3 separate regions of the Danio rerio genome follow, and regions 1 and 2 are each linked to region 3. Evidence: chromatin contacts called from public Hi-C and HiCAR-type data. All regions are on one chromosome and are shown on one strand. Each heading gives the region's core, a stretch centred on a gene start, on an enhancer-like site or on the middle of the called end of the contact. The rest is flanking DNA. Distances are from core to core; before and after follow the strand shown. Region 1 has its middle 39 kb from the start of abcc12. Region 2 holds the start of cebpa (CCAAT enhancer binding protein alpha). Region 3 holds the start of heatr3 (HEAT repeat containing 3).

Region 1 (3,949 bases), core at 553-3,052, 230 kb before region 3:
AAAAAAGATTTTGTGTTGTGTTAACTTAATCACTCCTTTTACAAATTTAAGTGGATTGAACATAAAACAATTAAGTTGTCTCATTAAGTTGTCATTTTTTGTTTAGGAATTGTGTTGTTTAAACTCATTTTAAATAAGTAGCTTCAACATGCTGCAAAAGTCATATTTTGAGTGTTTGAGTTTTTGATTGGGAGTACATCCTCAAATTTGTGTTTGTGCTTTCAAGAAAAATATGCAATTAAGTTATAATATTTTTCAGTTTGTTTGATTAAAAAATGAGGGTATTTTATTGTAATTTCAACAAAAAGATTGCAAATTCAAGAGTGTGCTACTCAGATGTGCATCATGGTCCACCACATTCTGGTTTATCTTTTTTTGTAAAGCAAATCAGCCTGATTGTCTATTCATGAAGACTGGTAGCCTTGCCTTGTCTCCGAGAAAGCAACACAAGCCTATCACATCGTCATTCTCCACCACAAGCAATACATCATAATGACATGATAAACTTCTGGAAAACATTTCCTGATAAAACAAGAAATGTAATCAATCCAAATGGTCTAAATGCACCTGTGTGTGTAAAACAAACCCAACTAACCTTAATTGCACGTACATAAGCACAATCCTGAATCTGGAAACTTCATACTTTGAGTTTGCTCAGTTCAATTATCAACACTACATGTAAGAAAACTGATTCACATTATGCCAGTGGTTCTCAGCCAGCCCTCCTGGCAATTTGTTTATTCATTTTTTTCCCCTACTGCTTAGACCCTTTATTCATCAGGGGTCACAACAGCGGAATGAACCACCAACTTATTCAGCATATGTTTTACACAGCGGATCTATACCGCACATCTTTGGACTGTGTGGGAAGCCGGAGCACCTGGAGGAAACCCTCGCCAACACGAGCAGAAAATGCAAACTCTTCACAGAAATGCCAACTGACCCAGCTGGGACTCGAACCAGCAACCTTCTTGCTGTGAGGTGACAGTGCTAACCACTCACCATAGATTAAATATGGTACCTGTAGTACAACTATGGTTATAAATTTGTTATTCAATAGTCAAAAATTTAATCTGAACATTCACCTAAATAATATTATGTATAATTAGTTTTTTTTGAAGTTGTTTCAAGCTTTATAATAATTAAACATGCAAAAATTGCAGAGAAATTAATATTTATGAATAATAAACATTAAAGCTGCTACAGTATTACTACTACCAAAAATATCCATAACTACTCAACATATTTTCCGATTTACAGCATTGATTATGTAATAATTAGTTTCATTAATACATTACTACTCTTAGTTTTGGTAATGAATAGAAAAAAAGAAGCAGGTACATTTCATTATTTTCCAGTATTGAATATACAGTATGAGGGTCAAAAAATAAAAACTACTGCATTAAATAAATGTTGTATTTAACTTGTAATCACATTTAATCCCACTATGCTTCTAAACACATTACACTTGTTTAATATGACCATTACAAATTCATTTTTAAGACTAGCCTAGCAGTTTATAATCCAGAAGATGAACAAGATAACAAATAAATACACTGAACTCCACATAAATGGCATCAATTTGTTCAGGACTGGTTAAAAGAATAAAGAACAATATAAAAAACAGCCATCATTAAGCATTTTCAAGCATTTAAAATCGGTTTAAACTGAGGACGACATTTAGTTTAGTTCTTTGTGTTTTGCCTGTCTGTATGCATGTGTTTTCCTTCTCTTCACAAAAACACCCTCAGACTGTCTCCATTCATAATTAGCGCTGTCAGTCTCACTCTACCTCTCTTTCCATCTCTCACTCTCTCTCTCACACACACACACATGCACAGGCATATTAACACGCACACCAAACAACAGCCTAAAAGGCATGTCTCTCCCATTTCTGTCAGTAGTTATGGTGGTAGAAATGGCACGGGGTTTGACAGGAAAAATGGCCAAAACTGTGATTTACAGAGGATGAGCATAATTCAGCAGCCCTGGTTTACATTACCTTTCAGCCAGCTGAAGACGCACAGAGCTGCTCTGGGTGTGGTGTGTGTGGGATATATTGAGGTGGATTAAAAGTATGAAATCAAATCCAGTGTCATGACTCCACAGCAGCAGAATGTACTTGTGGTGAAGCGGCATTTCCTGTCTCACCCTTTTACACGGGAAGAATTCCCTCACTGAGTCAGCTAAATCAGGTATTTCTGGTAACAGGTTGTTTATCTGCTACATCAGGGCCATTTTTAAAACACCTGAATGGACCGTTCCTTTTGTCATGTTTCAAGACCGTGACCAAATGAAGCAATTTAACCCTTATATTTTAATGCGGGCCAGATTAACTGATGACACAAATATTTAAAAATAATATTTTGAACAATGTTGAAAACTGGTAAACATTAGTGGTGTAATGAAGCTGTGACACCTCAAAACCGTAACAGGTCGGGTGACGTCACTTTCTGTGACGCTTCGAACTCTGAAGTGAGTGGAGGCCGTTGGGGGAGAGGGGGCGGGGTACACTCGTGCTTCGGCACGGTTCAAGACAACTGCAACTAGTGTGAGAACAACCTTACCTGTAGGTTTCAAACAAGCCTTAAGAACTCAATTAGTTTGATCAGGTTTGATTAATTAAGGTTGGAACTAAACTTTGCAGAGCTGCAGTCCTCCAAAGTTTGACACCGCTGCTATAAACTGTTGATTTTTGCGTTTTTCAAACGTTGATTTGAATGCAGCAATTTGAAGGATAAATAAACATATGCAAATCACCATCATTTATAATTTAGATCCTGATCTTTTATTGATTAACTGTACAGCTTAGACTAAATGCACTAATGCAGGCGAAACAAGTAGTGACGGAAAACAACTTTAATAACCTAAAAAACCCACCACATCCCACATAACCTACCACAACTTCTTCCGTAATAATTTGATTTTTACAGGAAAGCCTAAATGCTTTCAGTGATTTGAATGACGTGAAAGATGATCTCTCTGTGATCATTAAGAATGTAGGATTAATCTAAAAGGAAAAAAAACGTTATAGCCTAATCCGTGGGTTGCATGTGTTCAAAACTGTGTGTTGTAATCCATACATATCACGGATCAACCGTGATCCATTACACCCCTAGTAACTATTGACATTCATAGTAAGAAAAACAAACAGCACAGAAGTCTGTTGCTGTTGATGTTTTTCTAGCATTCTTCAGTATATTTTATTTTGTGTTCAACTGAACAAACAACAAACTAATTGGAAACAAATCAAGGGTAAGTAAATGATGACAGAATTTTTACTTTTGGGCAAATTATCTAAAGAAAGAGGTACACTTTGTAAAGTTATGTAAATTCTTATCAATTGTAGCATATACATTCTGTAGGCATTAAAATCCATGATATTGGTGTTGTTAGTGCCATGCTCTATAAAAGCACACATACATAACAAAATACTACTACAACTACTACTGATATTTAATCATTGTGTCCATTGTGCAATTTGTGCTTGAATTGTGGACATTGTTAGCACATAATTAAAGATTTATTATTATAGTGTTTGTTAGGTTAAGTAATAGGGGGCAGCTGTGGCCTAATGGTTAGAATGTTGAACTTGTGATCCAAAGGTCACAGGTCTGAGTCCCAGCACTGGCAGGGATTAGCTGTTGGAAATGAATATCCAGCGCTCTCATCCACACTTAATAACACATTTGAGTTGATTTCCTTGAGCCAAACCCCCAACTGCTTCCTGGCCAGCCTACTGCTCTGAGTGTTTTATGGTGTGAATCACTTCGGACAAAAGGCTTGCATGTAACAATTTTGTGATCTCCACTGATAATATAATTGTTATGAATTCCAGAGCCGAGTAGCAGGGTTTTAATTACTGGCAGTAATATTTATATTTAAATATGAATTCCAGGGCATCACGGTGGCACAGTAGGTGTAACGATCGCCTTACAGCAAGAGGGTC
Region 2 (4,292 bases), core at 83-2,582, 170 kb before region 3:
TAACTGTGTCTTTTTGTAGTAACTCCACGTGTAAGGGTAAGTAAAAATAATTTTAATGTTCCAGCTTTTTGTTACATAGCATTTTCATTTTATATCTGGAAAACCTAAAAATAGCCTTCTCATAGAAGCTTGTGTCTATCTCGCTAAACAACTTCAATTCATGAGTAATATTTTAGGTCCATCTTTAATTTATCACATTTCTTTTCCCCTGTTTATTTATTTTGTATTCTGTTGCAAGTAAATCATGGACCTTACCATCAGGTACTACATTTCTTTAATTAATGGCATGCAACAACTCGTTAAGCTCATGCAGGGCTCTAACATGAACATGTCCAGTTCCTGCTTAAGTAATACAATTGTAAACAATAGGGAAAAAGGTCAATTATAACTTATCTATTGCTGGCGGCATGTCTGTTGGTTTCTCGTCTCATTCTTTAGGTGCCAGGCCCGCGCTGTAACAATAGAGGGAGCTCCCATACTGCGCACGCACTGATTAATGCCCGATCCTCACGCTCCAACTTCAGCGCAATTGTCAAGTTCCTCAGCTTTTCTCGCACTATGGGGAGACATGTGATGCTCTGTTGGTTTTGGCAAAGGCGGCGTATTCATTGTTGTGCGCAAACATTCTCCCTAGCGTTTATGAACAGTACAATTATGTTGAAGCGACCAGCAAACCCATTTTAATCTAATCTAATTTAAATCTTCAAGGGGATGCCCAAATCTCACTTTTGAATGTTTATTTGTGTGTGAATAAATTATGTTATGTATTTATCAGAAAATGTCATGTGTCATTAGGCTATTGTGCATTATTGTACACCTAAAAAATCATTACATCCAGTTTATTGAAAGATGCTTCTACGTTAATTTGTGTTTCATTCAGAAGGTGCTGAGCGACAGTTCTCCGTAAATGTTTGTCGTTGTAATTGCTCTCATCCTTCAGTCCGCGCTTACCTCTTCTCTCCTAACGAAAATCATTTCCCCAGTGCAAATTTCTTGCAAATTCAATTTGAATTACTCACACACCCCAAAACGTCCAAAGTCCTGCACATTTCCCACTTGCACCTATTTGAGCATCAAAACGTTAAGAAACAGTTAATATGAAAAAAACAAAGACGCCTTGTTTTAATAACTATTTTAATCAGCATAAAACGATAATATGTATATATATATATTTTTTTCATCCGGTAATAATAACATTTATGTAGTTCTAGGTCTATCAGTGCGTCCGCTGCGCTCTCGCGCACAGATCACTCAGGAAAGCATTAGGACCGCCCTCCAAACTCCAAAGACTATATAAGTGCACTCAGAAAAGTACTTGACAGACGTGAAGCTCACACACTGAGGTTGCAAGTGTCATCTTAAAGGAGATCCCGTGTGGCGTTTCAGCCTTTAAACTCGCATCCACTTTACCGCCAAGTGCACAGTCACGACAGGTTGCTTACTCACCTGTCCAGAGAACTTGCAGCCAGCACGGCTTTCTCCGGTACTGCGACCAAGCTGGATTCCCGGAGCTCTTCACCATGTCTGGCGGGTTTTAGATACTCCATGGAGCAAGCAAACCTCTACGAGGTCGCCCCACGGCCACTAATGACCAGCCTTGTACAGAATCAGCAGAACCCCTACATCTACAAAGACACCGCTGGAGACCTGAGCGAGATCTGCGAGAACGAGAACTCCATCGACATCAGCGCCTACATTGATCCGTCTGCCTTCAACGACGAGTTCCTGGCTGACTTATTCCACAACAGCTCCAAGCAAGAGAAGCTCAAACTGGCGAGCGGAGACTACGACTACCACCACGGTGCCAATGGCGCGCCGGGGGCCCCGCAGATGTATGGCTGCCTGAACGGCTACATGGATTCTTCCAAACTAGAACCCATCTACGACAGCCAAGCAAGAATGAGACCCGTGGCCATCAAACAAGAGCCTCGGGAGGAAGATGAGCTTGGCGACTCGATGCCACCCACCTACCACCACTCTCAACACCACGCGCCGCATCTGTCCTACCTTCAGCACCAGATCGCGCACTGCGCGCAAACCACCATGCATCTCCAGCCGGGCCATCCCACACCTCCCCCGACGCCCGTACCTAGTCCGCACCACCAGCACAGCCACCTGCCGGGGGGCTCCATGAAGATTGGCGATCGAGGGAAATCCAAGAAACACGTCGACAAGAACAGCACCGAGTACAGGCTGAGGAGGGAGCGCAACAACATAGCCGTGCGCAAGAGTCGGGACAAGGCGAAAATGCGCAATGTGGAGACGCAACAAAAAGTGATCGAGTTATCGGCGGATAACGATAGACTGCGCAAGAGGGTGGAACACCTCACGCGAGAACTGGAGACGTTACGGGGCATCTTCAGGCAGCTCCCCGACGGCTCGTTTGTCAAAGCCATGGGCAACTGCGCTTAACGGAGCGAGCTTGACTTTTGAAGTAACTTTTGCGTGATTTTTTTCGTCTGCTGGATAACCGCTGACACGTTCTGAAAGTGTTTCTATAGGAGCCAGGCAGCTGCGGTATACATGTGCCTTTTGTACAAAAACAAAGAAAGAAACGATAAGCTCATCTACACATTAGGACTAATACATGCTGGTGTAGTCCTGTTAGGAATGTGTGTTAGCTACGCTAAGCATATCAGTGCAGCTAATGGGCATGATTTTACCCTGTCAGTCTACTTTTCATGCTTTTCAAGTTACCAACTTTCATAACAAACCTGAACTGCCCTTTTGGCAAACAGAAAAGTTTCTGCCATAGCAGGCTTTCTACCATACCTGTTGCAGCATAACACCCACTGTATGATATTGTTGAATTTATATATCAAGCAGGGGTGGGTGGGGTTGTTCCATGGACGGTAATAGACAAAATGCCAAAGCATAGGACTGGAACTTATTGGTTTTTACTGTGGTAGGCAAGTTGTCATTCATAACTCAGACTGTGTGCACTATGTCGTCCGAACGCGACTCTATGAAGCGCATTACATTGTGAACATTTTGCCATGATTCGGGTACTGATCTGTAAAATGCTTGTCAGTATACAGCTTTTAAAGTAAACGCTTTGTATTTATGCAATATGATTGATAAAAATGTGAAAGGGTGCATATTTCTATGCAATGTTTGTTGCTGTCAGAATAATTTCGGTGGACTGTCACCGTGTGCTTTCTCACTGGTTTTGCAGTGAAGTCCTGTCTTGCTCTGTAAGCGTGTGCATTTCATGCGAACTGTTTATTTCTTTCTCTCTTTTTTGTACAACACTCGAGCAGAGATGGTTTCAGTGCCTTTTGATCATCACTGACTGAACCTTTGGACAGAAATACACAGCAAGAAAAAGGAAGCACTTTTTTACAAACTGCGTATGGCAAATGTTATACAAACGTTTATTATGTTTATTTTAAATGAACATTATATATAAATATAAATATATATGCCAAAAAGTATGAATTAAACATTGTTTTATGTCTCATTCGTTGCCTTGTCATTTTGACTAACATTTGTAACTTCATCTCTGTGTATGTGTACATGTGTTGCTATATTGTCTAAGTAATACTTTGTTTCTCAGTGTCTAATTCGTGCGACTTTATGAAGCATCAGACCCGGTGTGCAGCAACACACTCCATGCTTCTTGTAATTCTCTCGACACCGATAGGTGGCGCTCAAAAGTCATTTGAGTTCAACTGCACATATATATCTGATGTTTGAGTAAGCTGGAAACCAGAATCAGCTAGATTAAGACTAGTAAAAGAAAAATGTTTACAGGTTAAATGATAACTTTCACATCATTTGTCTTTTACCTGAATACAAGAAGGCATTTGCAGAATTCATTCAGCTCCAGGGGTTTCAAACTTTAAGGTAAATAATCACTTGTCAGTCGTTCACAGTGCTAAATATCTACAATGAGTTGTAGCACTTTCAGTAAAGTTCACAATGAACACATTGTCAGTAAAATATCAGACTTTTAAGTACTTGAGAACATGACTCTCATTGATTTAATTTCTTTTCCCTAAGCTCTCAATTGATCAAATTATCCTTAAACGAGACAGCGTTGAGTGTTGCTGATATGTTAATTTCTCTTTGAGTACACAAGGAGAAGGAGAGAGAGAGAGATAGTTCCTCTGACTTGTGGAGACGTGTTTTGCTCCATTGTTGTCATTTGACATGTTTTTACATTATCAGCTGTGGAATGATTGAATCAATAAATCAACCCCCTTTCCAAACCTCTGTTGCAGATAGAATGATGGCACACAAGGAATCTGCCCCAGCCAGGTTCAAGCATAGTTTTTTGGCCAACACTTTCA
Region 3 (3,934 bases), core at 1,425-3,924:
CATAACAAAACTGTATTTACTAGCTGCCACATCAACACTTAACAGAGAAAGAAACTGGCATTTTTTTTTTAATTCAGGCTAAAACTAGACAAATTTAAAAGTTTGAAATTCCAGTGTAGATGGGAAACATTAACACAAATGCTACGATGCGCCTTGCTATTATTACAACTATGTTTTTTCTGATCTCCTCTAATGAATGCCATTTTTTGTCAGTTTTTTTATTAAAGAAAATTATTCTGTTCATCAAGGTGGCATTTATTACAGTTTTTTTTTCAATTGTTTTGCTACAAATTTCAAACTCTAGACACAAAACTCTAAACAGTCACTACTTTTCACACAGACTCTCCAGTTTTCAAAACTCTGCGTTCATTTCATTAAGGAAGTCTTGCATTTGCACGATCATTGGTTCACATAATCCTGTTATCATACAAATAATGCAGGAGCACAACTTTAGATTACCAGCACACAAGATGCGCACCGTTTCAATAAACAATCATTACATTTTGTTGTTTAAAATAAAGCTTTCATTATGGTTTATGCAAAGTGTAGAGGGAACAGTACAGACAGTGGACACACTGAACTAGTTTTATTCATTCCATCATAATGTGGGTTTACTGTAATGTTTTTCTCACTGCACGTCCCCATATAGAAAGCTGATATATGGCATGAAATATGGCAACATATGCAAATTACAATTGGATTCCACATCCATATACAGCTATATGGACACCTATACAAATTATAGGTATATTTTTAGGGGTAAAATATATAACATAATAGATTACGTAACTTATATAAACATATTTGTAATTCTAATAGTTGAAGAAATGGCAATATTTTGACATGTATGACATTTTTATATGTAAAATTCAAACTAACTATTATGCCACATATGTAATTTGCATGTATTTCTACATATCAGATTTTGGGATCTGTGTTTCCATCAGTCTGGTCTTGTGGATTTGGTCACAGGTTCTCCTCTACATCAGAGTGGTGTTTGCGTTGGTCACAAATCTTGGAAAGAACCTTCTGTCAATGTGAATTCAGGCCTGACATTGGTCTGCTGTGATTGAGCTTTCTTACATACAGTAGTAATGTCAAATATGAAAACATTGTCTGTAAAAGTGGTACACGGAACAAAGAAACCATAAATATGGAATAAGGATGAATAAAGGTGAAATCTATAGAAAATGTAGTCCAGTTGGGTCATCCTCTGTGGTAACTGATGTCATTTGATCTATCCTGAAACTTTCATCATCTAAACATGTAATGTTATACATCAGTTTCTATGCATCAAGAGTAATGCAACAGTTATTTATCATTTTGAGTGCCTGTCTCAGTTGATAATAACATCATGTTAAGTAAATTAATATGCATTTATTTTAAATGTAATGTTTGATTTGGACTTTGAAATGGGATCAATTTGATGTTTAATTGTGTTATATTAAACAGGTGATCCTGGTTCAATGAACAAAGTATCTTTGACTTGTGTTTAATTTATCCAAGCATTTTGAAATTTGTGGCAAAACGATTGTAAAAAATTGTAAATGTAAATTTCTATTTAATGATTAAAATTTAAATAACTGCTTTGTTATTTTATGTAGTTTCAAATGAATTTATTACTCCAGTCATTATTACTGTTACCATTAATATTAATAATAATAATAAATAATAAAAATGTGTTTTCCAGAGATGGGTTGCAGCTGGAAGGGAATCCGCTGTGTAAAAACATGTGCTGGATAAGTTGGCGGTTCATTTCGCTGTGGCAACCCCTGATCAATAAAGGGACTAAGCCGACAAGAAAATGAATGAATGAATAAAATAGTGATTTCTGAAGGATCATGTCACTGAAAACTGGAGTAATGAAGCTGAAAATTCATCATTGAAATCACTGGAATAAATTATTAAATTAAATGATAAATTACTTTTGAACTGTTATCTTATAGTACAAGGACATTTCACAATTTTTAAAATGTGTACTGTATTTTTGATGAAATAAATTCAGCCTTGGTAAGCAGGAGAAGCTTATTTTAAGATCTTTTAAAATCCCAAAACTTCTATACATATACTATTAACTATTATGCTGGAAAGGTTTTGATTCTATTTTGCTGGTCCCTTGCTATATTCATATGCTGGTCTGAAAATAATTGGGGTAAAATACTCTGAACCATAAATGGATTTATGACTCACAAACTGAGGAAGCACTTTATGGCCTATTCTCCCCTACATTTAGGTAGAGAGTAATATTAACTCATTTCTCTACAGTTAGGGTTTGGATGCTTAAGTTTCAGGTTTGTTCATTATTCAAGTTTTCTGAGAGGGACCGTTCAGACAGATCTGAAGCTCCATGTGGACAAATTCACTCTTGGCTAAATTACAGTTTGAGATTAGACATGGGCTCTCCTGGAGTAGTTTATCTGTATACAGATCAAATCGGTTTGATTTAGATTCATGGTTTCTTCGGTGGGTATTTCAGACAGAGAAACACATGGGTTGATACTGACCGTTTGACATCCAGGATCTCTTCTTGTCGAGTGCAATGATTTCTATGATTTCTCTATGAAACCTGAAGCGTGCTTGCTCCACGGGGTGGCGCTGTCGACTGTCAACGACAGTTTTCGCGCGACAGTTTATTTCACTTTACGGCAGCGACGTACGTCCACATGGTCGCTCGTGTTGTGAGTCTACGCGAGTTTAAAATACAAGATAATTGATATTACACGTCAAGTGTAGTCAAAACAGTTAACAATGGGAAAAACAAAGAATCCTAAATTCAAACGGTCGCAGTTTTCTCCCGACGGTCTTGCAGCAACTGCTGTTAAAAACACTGTTGAAGAAGCAGAAGATGAAGAAGACTCTCCGGCAGCTGAGCTACTGGAAAAAGTAAGCTGACACCACTGTCACAACAGTATTTCTTTTATATTTAATGCTTTATTTTATAAAACAGAATGTCAGAATTACGTGGATTAAACAACATTAGTGTAACTTGTGTCTAAATATGGCTTGTGTGTTGAGCGTGTCTAATAATAGTCGAAAAGACAACATGATATTGTTATAATGAACACTCATAAATGCCTTGAAAAAACTATTAATCGTTCAATATTTTACAGTGCATTTTGAGAATATTCAGATAATTGTTGTTTTGATGTGCTTCATTGGATACTTTAATATGAAACAAAATCTTGACATGTTAATCTGCCCAAAAACTTGCAGAGATGTTGACTGATAATGCTCTGATTCTTGGTAGACCTGGTATTTGTTAAAACTTTACAGCAAGTCAGCATTAGATAACATTAGGTAATTAAACTCTACAGTTTGCGAAAACAACTTGTAAAACACATATTAGATGATGTTAATATAGCAAGTCATTTAAATCAAAACTTGCAACTGTTTTATTTAATAAATTTAATAACGAATTAAGCTCAGCTGTATATTTGTAAACTAACATTTACATAACAAAGTCAATACTGATTTTAGGTCATTTATTAATTGTTGATTTTTACCATATGTCGCATTGGACATACAAGATAAACTCACGCCTTTTTACCTAAAGATGAAGACCCCACTCAATGTTTGTTCTGCACAACTCCCCTTACTGTAAAACACATTTTACTGGACTGTCCTGCTTTTAATGATATCAGAAGCCTTTTTTATGAAATTAACTCTCTTAAGGACATTTTAGCAAAGTGACACCAGAAAAGATTTTGAATTCTTATGTATTCACACTTAAAATCTTATTTAACTTGTGTATTCATTCATTCATTTGTTTGTTGTTCTTAACTGTTTATTTATTATTGAAATGTTCTTCCCATGAAAATAGCCTTAGTTGCTGACAAAAAAATACATTACATTACATTAAATATTGTTAGTAATTTTTTTATTTACCACCACAAACTTTATTGTATATTGAACTCTTTGTAATCCTTTTGCAATT

The links. Hi-C and Micro-C count contacts between places; a contact is called where the count stands out from the background. HiCAR-type assays count read pairs that join an accessible place to other places.
Region 1: a contact with region 3 is called in a HiCAR-type map of caudal fin, with 11 times the contacts expected there. The contact joins the enhancer-like site here to the promoter of heatr3 in region 3.
Region 2: a contact with region 3 is called in a Hi-C map of hematopoietic stem cells, with 5 times the contacts expected there. The contact joins the promoter of cebpa here to the promoter of heatr3 in region 3. A contact is called at or near these places in 8 of 18 Hi-C or Micro-C datasets (caudal fin, embryo, fibroblasts and 3 more) and 3 of 4 datasets of contacts at active chromatin or transcription factors (caudal fin, embryo and gastrula embryo).

Annotation. Positions count from the first base shown.
Region 1 is chr7:38,363,359-38,367,307 of GRCz12tu, reverse strand. No RefSeq gene overlaps it. Among named protein-coding and RNA genes, the nearest start is that of abcc12, 39 kb to the left of the region's middle. Within about 2 kb of position 1,802, at least 4 of the 62 cell types and tissues checked have an H3K27ac peak or open chromatin away from gene starts, as enhancers often do. A contact at or near this core is called in caudal fin, where this site is marked.
Region 2 is chr7:38,299,075-38,303,366 of GRCz12tu, reverse strand. cebpa (CCAAT enhancer binding protein alpha) reads left to right here and starts at 1,332. Exons shown (of 1, transcript NM_131885.2): 1 at 1,332-4,211. The coding sequence starts at 1,546. The coding sequence ends at 2,412. All of the region lies in intron 2 of LOC141375405 (a long non-coding RNA gene), which reads left to right.
Region 3 is chr7:38,132,187-38,136,120 of GRCz12tu, reverse strand. It overlaps heatr3 (HEAT repeat containing 3), which reads left to right and starts at 2,674. Exons shown (of 15, transcript NM_200889.1): 1 at 2,674-2,883. The coding sequence starts at 2,749. It overlaps LOC141375405 (a long non-coding RNA gene), which reads left to right. Exons shown (of 5, transcript XR_012383413.1): 4 at 1-57; 5 at 305-1,592.